2 separate regions of the Athene noctua genome follow, and region 2 is linked to region 1. The links are chromatin contacts, called in public Hi-C maps. All regions are on one chromosome and are shown on one strand. The core of a region is the stretch at or near the end of the contact, and the rest is flanking DNA. Distances in the headings are between cores, read along the strand shown. Region 1 holds the start of IQCH (IQ motif containing H). Region 2 holds the start of SKOR1 (SKI family transcriptional corepressor 1).

Region 1 (4,256 bases), core at 918-3,417:
ACCTGCCAAAACCCTCCAGCCCAGCCTACTGCAGCCAGCCACAACTGCCTTGTCCATTATCAGTATGTCCTTGAATGTTTTACAGTGTTTGTTCTTATGCTCCCAGGTCTGATGTAATTTCACTTATCATACAAAGCAGGAGCTTAAAATTCTCATGGTATTTATTTTAGTAAATGATCAGCTTTCAGGAAGATTTTAATGTCTTTTGTGAAGCAACCCAATCAGAGCACAAAGGCTATCTGTAAGACTTCAGTTTTGGTACTGGAAAACAATGGAAGCCTAAACATTTCAAAGTCAGTACTAGTTAAAAAACCCCTGAAGATTAAATTTTAAGAGCTTCTCAGATTAAACAGCATTTCTGTGAAAGTTTTTTACTTGTTTATTTTCACTACAAGAAATAATCAAAGGAAAGCTACAGGAACCTTGAACAATTCCTTCCAATTTGCTTATACCTTCCACACAAGAACCAAGAATATGATTTTACAGACACTTATTATTCTTTGATTTGGAATCCCCTTAAATAATTCAACATCAACCCACCCACTCTGACAGGGTAGCCCTTGACTGTGGACCTTGTACTGCCAATCTTGTTTCAAAATATGGTTTAATGAGATGGAGGGAACCAGTCCCTGGGAGCAGCCCTGTGCTTTATCAGGCCCCTAGGTAAGATCTTGCTCAGAAATAGCCAAAAACAAATCCAGAAAAGGGGTTGGGGCTGTTGATGGGCATACTAAGATGTATAACTTATCTGTTCATGACAGTTCCCTAAAAAGCAAGGCTCTGCTAACAAGCTGTAACAGCAAAACCACCAAGGTATAAACAGCTTCTTCCTGGACTCCCCCGGGTTTTAGAATTACTAAAAATTCTACCAACGATTTCTCTACTATCAGGTCTTATTCTCATGTTCCCTTTTTCAAGCCATAAAAAGGGGAACTGGGTTCAAAGAAAAACACTTCCTACAGAATGAATTCTACATATTTGATATGGAGTAAGTGTAATTGACAAATCTGAAAACTGCAGAAAGGAAAAATGTTTTCAGCTTTCTCTTTTGTGCTTCTGTGTTGGGACAACAAATGGTCTAATACATGAAAGCAAGCCCAAGTAAAGCACTTAAGCGCTGAAATTCCACTAGGAATTTCGGAAATGCTACCATTCTTAAAGTCCAAGATAGTCTGTTCACTTCAAAAATGGCAAGCTGAAACCAGAGGGACAGTGTTTATTCTGCTTTTGTCTTCCCCTTGCCTATATTCCTGAGCCACTCTGGTTGCTCTGAGGTTGCCCTCATGTTCTAGCAGCCACTGACATATCCCAGTGAAACAAGGTCATGTTTGTACTGAGTGAATGACCAGAGTGGGCAGCAGCAAACCTACTGGGCTCATGAATCTGTTCATTTGTTATTGAACAGAGTATTATTTTTATTCAGTCTCAAGGCAATTCTCAAATTACTTAATTCAGGTATAACTCTGGACAGTTTATTTGCACCTAAACCAGAGCAAGCTTCCAGTGGGTAACAAAGCATTTTGAGATGTGGGGCTTTTTTTTTTTTTTTTTTTCCTGGGGATTGTAGTGGTGACATCGCCTCCTCCTTGGTGTCAGAGGGTACAAAACACACAATCCGCGGCGCTATACCGTCTCTCTTAAAGAGCTTATTTCCTTAAAGCAATAAGGGCAGCCCTGACGATCTCCTCAAGGGCAGGTGGTTACCGCTGCAGGCGGGGGGTCGCCCCGGCAGGGCTTGGCCGCTCTGGGGACGCTGCGTGAGGGGAGAGCAGCCCCCCTCGAGGGCCTGGGCTGGGGGTCAGGAGCTGCCAGGCCGAGGCCTGCAGTTGCGGGCAGGCCGGGGCCCCGCGGCTGCGCCCGACCGGGCCCCGCAGCACGTCGCGGCGGCGACGACGACTCACGTTTGACGAGCTCCTCGGCCGCGAAGCCGGCGGCGCAGCTGGTCACCAGCGCGAAGGGCCCCGCCGCCGCCATGACGCCCGCCGCCGCCGCGCCCCTTCCGGCCCCGCCGCTACCACCCGGCAGCGCGGGGAGGGGGGGAGCCGGAGCGCGGGTGACCCCTCCCAGGGAGGGGGGAGCCGGAGAGCGGGCTCGGCCCCGTGTGACGGGCCCTGCTTCCCTCCCCCCCGCGGCGAGGCGGATGGTGCGGTCCGGCCGGCGCGTCCCGTTGCCAGGGGCGAGGGCGGCGGCCGCCATGGCCGGCTTCGCGGGGCGGGAGGCGGGAGCCGTCCGGGGCCGGGTGGGTCCGGGCCGCGCCCGAGTCGGCCCCGTCCTTCCCCGGTAGCCGTGGCGCCGAGCCCCCGCGGGAGCCCTCCCTCCTCCCGCGGAGAGGCCGCCTGGCACCTCGGCTGATCGCGCCTGAGGGGACGGGAGGGCTCAGCCCCCGCCTGAGGGAGCGGAGGCGCCGGTGGATTCTGCAGAAGGGCTGGGGCTGTGGATGTTACGATTCTTAGCGTGACGAGACCTGGAACTTTTTTGGTTAACGCAGTGCAATTGCACGTTTTTGACATAGGCTGACACGATCTCCTCACAGGCTGCCTCTACCTTTCAGTCCCTTGTTACCACTTTTGAGATTTCTGTCGAGTTGAGCCATCTGTGCCAAGAGAGATGTTTGAAACGTGTCAGGAAATATCATTCCTTGGCAAAGGGCCTTGGTCCTGAAGTTATGGCCATTACTTTGTGAGATTTGATTTTAATTTTTTATAATTTTTTTTAGGTTTTCTACGATCAATGACTTTAAAGTCATTGGCTTTGTATTCTCTTATTTATAAAAGTATAGAAATATGGGAAGTCACATGTATTTTTTCTTTCTGTGTTTAGGAAGCATTTAATTTGGATTAAATCCTGCTACCTAATCCCATGGGTTTTGGTTATGGGTATGATTTTTGTCATAACTTGCTTTTTAGGTTCAAGAAGACCTTCAGAAGCTTGACATTAAAGTCAATACCAACTTGAAAAGAAATGTAGAAGCCGTGGATATTATTGACCTTGAAACAGCACCTGAAAGAACTGAACTTAGACTGGAAGTAAGTAAAATAGAGTAGATCCAGAGGACATTTCCGTTTTTGAGATCTCTGTCAGTAATTCACTTAGAGTGCATGGGGCCATGTGTTTGTCGTCCTGGTAGATCCCATTTGGCTTAGCAAATGATGGGATTCATCAGATGTTAGCTCAGAATGATGGTTTCCTTTTTTGGGTCACCAGAATTAACTGATCTTGTGCCCATTAGCCAAAACCAGATGTAGTCCAACAGAAACACAAAGCATATCAACTTTTCAGTCAGATGAAGATCTGGATTGCTGAATGAACTAAGTTAAATAAATATAATATCCTTTTTTAATAGTCTAAATGTTATTTTTTCCTCTAACAGAAACATGCTGAGAATTATTTAAATGCTATAAACAGACAAGTGTTAACTATTTCTTCTGCTGATAATAAAGAAGTACATTCAAAAGAGCCCCTTAGATGGTAAGTGAAACAGCTGTTTCATTGCAGAGACAAATGAAAGCAGCAAGACAGGGAAACTGTGGTATCAGTCTTGTAAAGCAAATGGGAGTGTTGGCCTGGATGAGATTATTTTGGTCATTTGCTATTTTGGTTTTACTTTAAGTTAAAAAACAATACAAAAGTAAATGCAGTTCTAAGTAGCTACAGCAACCTCCTGCTAACCTGCTGGGGTTTTTTGGCTAAATGCAAATTTAAATAAAAATACAGTCTTTCAGATTCAACCAAATGGAAGCAGTATAGGTTTAATAGGTAAAATCAAAGTAATTTTTTAAAACCTCACTGTTTGCTTCTTTCTAAATCAGGGGCCTTCATTTTGGTGCTTCTCCGAAACAGCTTATTTTACCACGAGTACCTGTTGAGCCCGTGACTGTCCAGGCATACAGCAAATCAGCACTACGCCTTTCTCAAGGTTCACAGGTCTGAAATAATATATTGCTTATTCTGCCAGAGACCATGTTAAGTGGGTAGGCTGGTGTCTTGCAAGTTACCATTTGATACTGTAATGTTATGTTCTGACACCGCATGGATTGAGTTCTAAAAAAAAAGTATTAAAAAAATTCTCAGTAGAACGAGCAGGCCGAGGAGCCTTCTAGTCTAGATAAAATCTAAGTTAGGACACTTCAGTATCATCATGGGTTCATCCACAAGTCTTTCATTCTTGATTTTTTTTCCCTCCACAAGTATATTTTGTTGAAGAGTTCTTAAACCAGGTGTTTGTTGAGCTTTAAGGTCCCAGCCCTGCAAAAATA
Region 2 (4,256 bases), core at 998-3,497, 240 kb after region 1:
CCGCCCTGCCCGCCACCTCCTAACCGGCGGCCCGGGGATGGGGGGGGTGGGGGTCCCGTCACGCTCCTCCGCGGCCCTTCCGCGGCCGCGCACCCCGGTTCGCTCGGGGGCCCCCGGGGGGACGCCCGGGGCGGCGGCGGAGCCCGCAAACGTCCCGGCTCTCGCGTGCGGCGATCGTTGAGCGTTAATTAGAAATTCATTACAATTAAAAGCCGCGCGCACACGCCTTAATTACATCTGATTTTTAATTCCGAATCCGTGTTTACACAGTAAGCGAGACGTACCTCCTGATTATCCCCAATACTCTTTATACTGTACTAATTATGTAAATTAAACCTAATTAACTGACAAAAACTGCAGTCAATTCAACTGTTAAAAGATACGGCGGCTGCGAGGAGCCGGGGGCCGGCGGGGGGAGCGGCCGGAGCGGCGGGGCCGGTGCCCGCCTCGGGGCTCCGCGCTGCCGTCCCGCCGTCGGGGCGAAGCCGCCGGCCTGTTCCGCCACTCCGGGCTCCGGCGGGCACCGGGGTAGCCGCCCGGCCCGGGGAAGGGCCCGGCGGAGGGGCCAGGCCTCCCGGAGACCCCCGGCCCTCCACCCACATCCCCCTACACACCCCCCCGCCCCGACGTGCCACCGCGGGAGCGGCCCCGGGAAGGGGGCACCGGCTCGGTCCCCGCGGCCGCCTGCTCCCGGTGCCTCGCAGCCCGGCGTGGCCTGGCAGCCGGTTCCGCAGCCGCTGCGGGTATTTCACGCCGTGGGATCACCCGAAAACCGGTGGCGAGCGGGGCAGCGGGGCTCGGCCCCAGCGCGGGCGCGTCTCACCGCGCTCCTGCGCCCGCCTAGCCGGAGGATGACTGGGGCGGGGCGGGAGGGGGGAATAAATAATTAAAAGGCGAGGAATAATTACCGGCTCGGGTTGCGATCATTGCGGGCAGGCCGCGCCGCAAGGCCCGGCCCGGCAGCACCCGGTCCGTGTCCATTCCCACCCCTCGCACCTCGACGGGACGTCCCGGGGGGAGCCGCCGGCGCTTTCCCGCGTGGGAGCGTGGACCGGGGCCGGTTCAGCCGCGGCGGCCCGGGGAGCGCGGAGGAGGTGGGTGGCTCCGCACCTGCGTTCCGCTCCGCGTCGGCTCCGCCGCATCCTCGCGGCGCCGCTGGTGATGGCGGGGAAGGGGGACACACACACACGCACGAAAGTGATAGCTGGGGGCGATCCGCGCCGTTATTAACTTCTGTTTGATCAGTGTAATTGCGCCGATCGCGGCCGGACGCGATGATTAATTACAGTTTAATTAACGTGGCCGTGACGAGTGCTGCATGCGGGAACCCAACCAGGGCAGGGACGCGGCTGTGGGCCCCCGCCACGCCGCCAGCACCGGCGGCCACCGGAGCGGGGGGTCCGTGTGTGTGTGTCCCGCTCCCGTGGCCGCCGGTGCTGCCGGCGTGGAGTGGGCCCCCGTGGGGAACGAAAAAACACGGGCGCGCCCCCCCCCGCCCTCGCTTCCCGGCGATTTCGTTGCCGCCCCGGTGTCCCCCCCGCTTCACCCCCGGTGTCGCTCCGCACCCGCGCCCCGCCGGCGGAGCGCGCATCCCGGTAAGGGGGGGAGGATGCGCGGCGACCACGCATCCCCGATTTCGATGGGGCCCCTCCGCCACCCCCCCCGGGCTAATCTTTTCGTTACCGCCCTCTCCCCACGCAAACTTTCAACGAGCGATCGCCCCCCCCGGGGGGATACCCACACCGGGAGGGGGGGGGGGGGGGGGGGGCGCGGAGAGGCGCGGAGCCCCGCGCAGGTGCGGCCTGGGGCTGATCCCCGCTCTTACCTCGGGCAGCCCGGGCGGGTCCCCGCTCGGTGGCGGCCCCCCACGCCCCCCCCCTCTCCCTCCCTCCCTCCCCGCCGTGCCTTAAAGCCGCGCCGTGATTGACTGGAGCGCATCGGTGATTGACGGCCGCGGGGTCCCGGAGGCAGTTAATGTAAATATGCTGGTGCTAAGTGGGTGTGTCTTCCCGTTATTTTAGCTGTCACCGGATCAATGTGCAGCGTCTCCAAGTACGGATCCGGATCCTCCCTCGGTGGCGCGGCTGGTCACTCGCTCTTGTTGCATCTCGCCCGGGCGGACACGGCGGCGGCGGGGCGGGCGGCGGCCCCGAGGCGTCGGTGAAGGGCGCGTCGCTGCCCGCCCGCCCCGCGCCCCGGCGGCTGCCCGCGGGAACAGGGCTCGGAGGGGACGGGACCCCCCTTTCACACACACGCCCTCCCCACACCCCCCACACCTCGGATGGCGGCCCCGGCGCCGGGCTGCGGCCCCTAACCCCGAGGAGAGCCCGCACGTCCAGCCGGGCTCCGCGGCGCGGTAAGTGGGACCGGGCGGTGGATGGAGGGGACGGGGGTCGGGGGGGTGGGGGGGGTGTTTTCGGAAAGCGCTCCCCGTTATTTTGTGTAATGACCACGGAAGCGGCTTACCACCGCCCGGAGCCCTCCCCGCTAAGCCAATTTGCCTGGCTCGCCGCTGCCCTTCTGCTGCTACGTGCTGCCGGTCCTGCCCCCCCTCACCCCCCTGCCCCGGCCCCTAATCCGCCCGTTCCTAATCGCCGACCGGAGACACGACAAAGGGGCTCCCGGTCAGCCGCGCCCGCCGCCCCACTCCGCCCGATAACGGGCACCGAGGGGCAAGTTGCGGCCCGCCCGGCCCGGCCCCACGGCTCGGCGCCCCCCCACACCCCCACATCCCCAACCCCGGCCCCGCCGCCGCGGGACGAGCCCGGTCGCATCCTCCGGCGCGTTTCGTTAGAGCCCGCCCGGGGCTCGGTGCAACCGGCGGCCCGGCACGGCTCGGCGAGCCGGCACAAAGGGAAGGGACGCGGCACCTCCCGGGGACCCGGGGAGAGGAGAGGTGGGGTGGGGTGGGGATGCCCTTGCCCCGGGCGACGGCTGCCGCCGGGCTCCCGGGGCCGCCCAGCCGCGGGTGTTTGCGGCGGGGCTCGGTACCGGCGGCCGCGGCGCGGAGGATGCGCCACGGCTCCGCCAGAGCCCTCCGGCCGGCCTGACCGCGGCGAGGGGGGGTCCTGCGGCAGCGCCCCGGGCGGGAGATAGTGTGGAGAGCGGGGGGGGCACACACGGACACCCACCGCCGAGAGGGGACAAGCCGGGGCGCGGAGCTGGGAGCGGGGGGCAGCGGGAGCTCCGGGAGCGGCGGGGCCCCGGGAGCGGTTCTAACCCGCGTCTTTCCCCGATTTTGTTTTGCAGGGGCGTTTTGGGGGGGAATGGAGGCGATCGCCAGTCAGATGGGAAATGGGAGAGATGCAAGCTCCTCCCCAAATTCAAAGCAAGAGCTGCAGCCGTACCAGGGCTCCAATACCCTCAAGCCCAACCAAGTGGGTGAGACCTCTCTGTACGGCGTGCCCATCGTGTCCCTGGTCATCGACGGGCAGGAGCGGCTGTGCCTGGCGCAGATCTCCAACACGCTGCTCAAGAACTACAGCTACAATGAGATCCACAACCGGCGGGTGGCCCTGGGCATCACCTGCGTGCAGTGCACGCCGGTGCAGCTGGAGATCCTGCGGCGGGCCGGGGCCATGCCCATCTCCTCCCGCCGCTGCGGCATGATCACCAAGCGGGAGGCGGAGCGGCTCTGCAAGTCCTTCCTGGGCGAGCACAAGCCGCCCAAGCTGCCCGAGAACTTCGCCTTCGACGTGGTGCACGAGTGCGCCTGGGGCTCCCGGGGCAGCTTTATCCCGGCCCGGTACAACAGTTCCCGCGCCAAGTGCATCAAGTGCAGCTACTGCAGCATGTACTTCTCCCCCAACAAGTTCATCTTCCACTCCCACCGCACCCCGGACTCCAAATACACCCAGCCCGACGCCGCCAACTTCAACTCCTGGCGCCGCCACCTCAAGCTCAGCGACAAAACGGCCACGGAGGAGCTGTCGCACGCCTGGGAGGATGTCAAGGCCATGTTCAACGGCGGCACCCGCAAGCGGACCTTCTCCCTGCAAGGGGCGGCCGCCGGCGGGCCCGGTGCCGGCTCCCCGGCCGCCAAGGCCGCGCTGCACCCGCCGCCGCCCGCCGGCCCCGAGCTGGCCCCGGCGCACAAGAGTCTCCGGTGCAGCGGGCAGGAGCCGGCGGGCGAGCGCGGAGCGCTGGGGCTACCGGCGGCGCACGGCGGGACGGCGGGGGGGCACGGCGGGGCGGGCGCGGTGCGCAGCTACCCGGTGATCCCGGTGCCCAGCAAGGGCTTCGGGATGCTGCAGAAG

The links. A called contact is a pair of places that touch in the nucleus more often than the background predicts.
Region 2: a contact with region 1 is called in a Hi-C map of liver, with 4 times the contacts expected there. The contact joins the promoter of SKOR1 here to the promoter of IQCH in region 1. A contact is called at or near these places in 2 of 2 Hi-C or Micro-C datasets (heart and liver).

What each region holds. Positions count from the first base shown.
Region 1 is chr13:14,352,031-14,356,286 of bAthNoc1.hap1.1, forward strand. IQCH (IQ motif containing H) reads left to right here and starts at 2,168. Exons shown (of 20, transcript XM_074916946.1): 1 at 2,168-2,239; 2 at 2,907-3,026; 3 at 3,371-3,468; 4 at 3,810-3,924. The coding sequence starts at 2,195. AAGAB (alpha and gamma adaptin binding protein) reads right to left here and starts at 2,007. Exons shown (of 11, transcript XM_074917169.1): 1 at 1,902-2,007. The coding sequence starts at 1,974.
Region 2 is chr13:14,589,479-14,593,734 of bAthNoc1.hap1.1, forward strand. It overlaps SKOR1 (SKI family transcriptional corepressor 1), which reads left to right and starts at 2,248. Exons shown (of 9, transcript XM_074917182.1): 1 at 2,248-2,356; 2 at 3,250-4,256. The coding sequence starts at 3,267.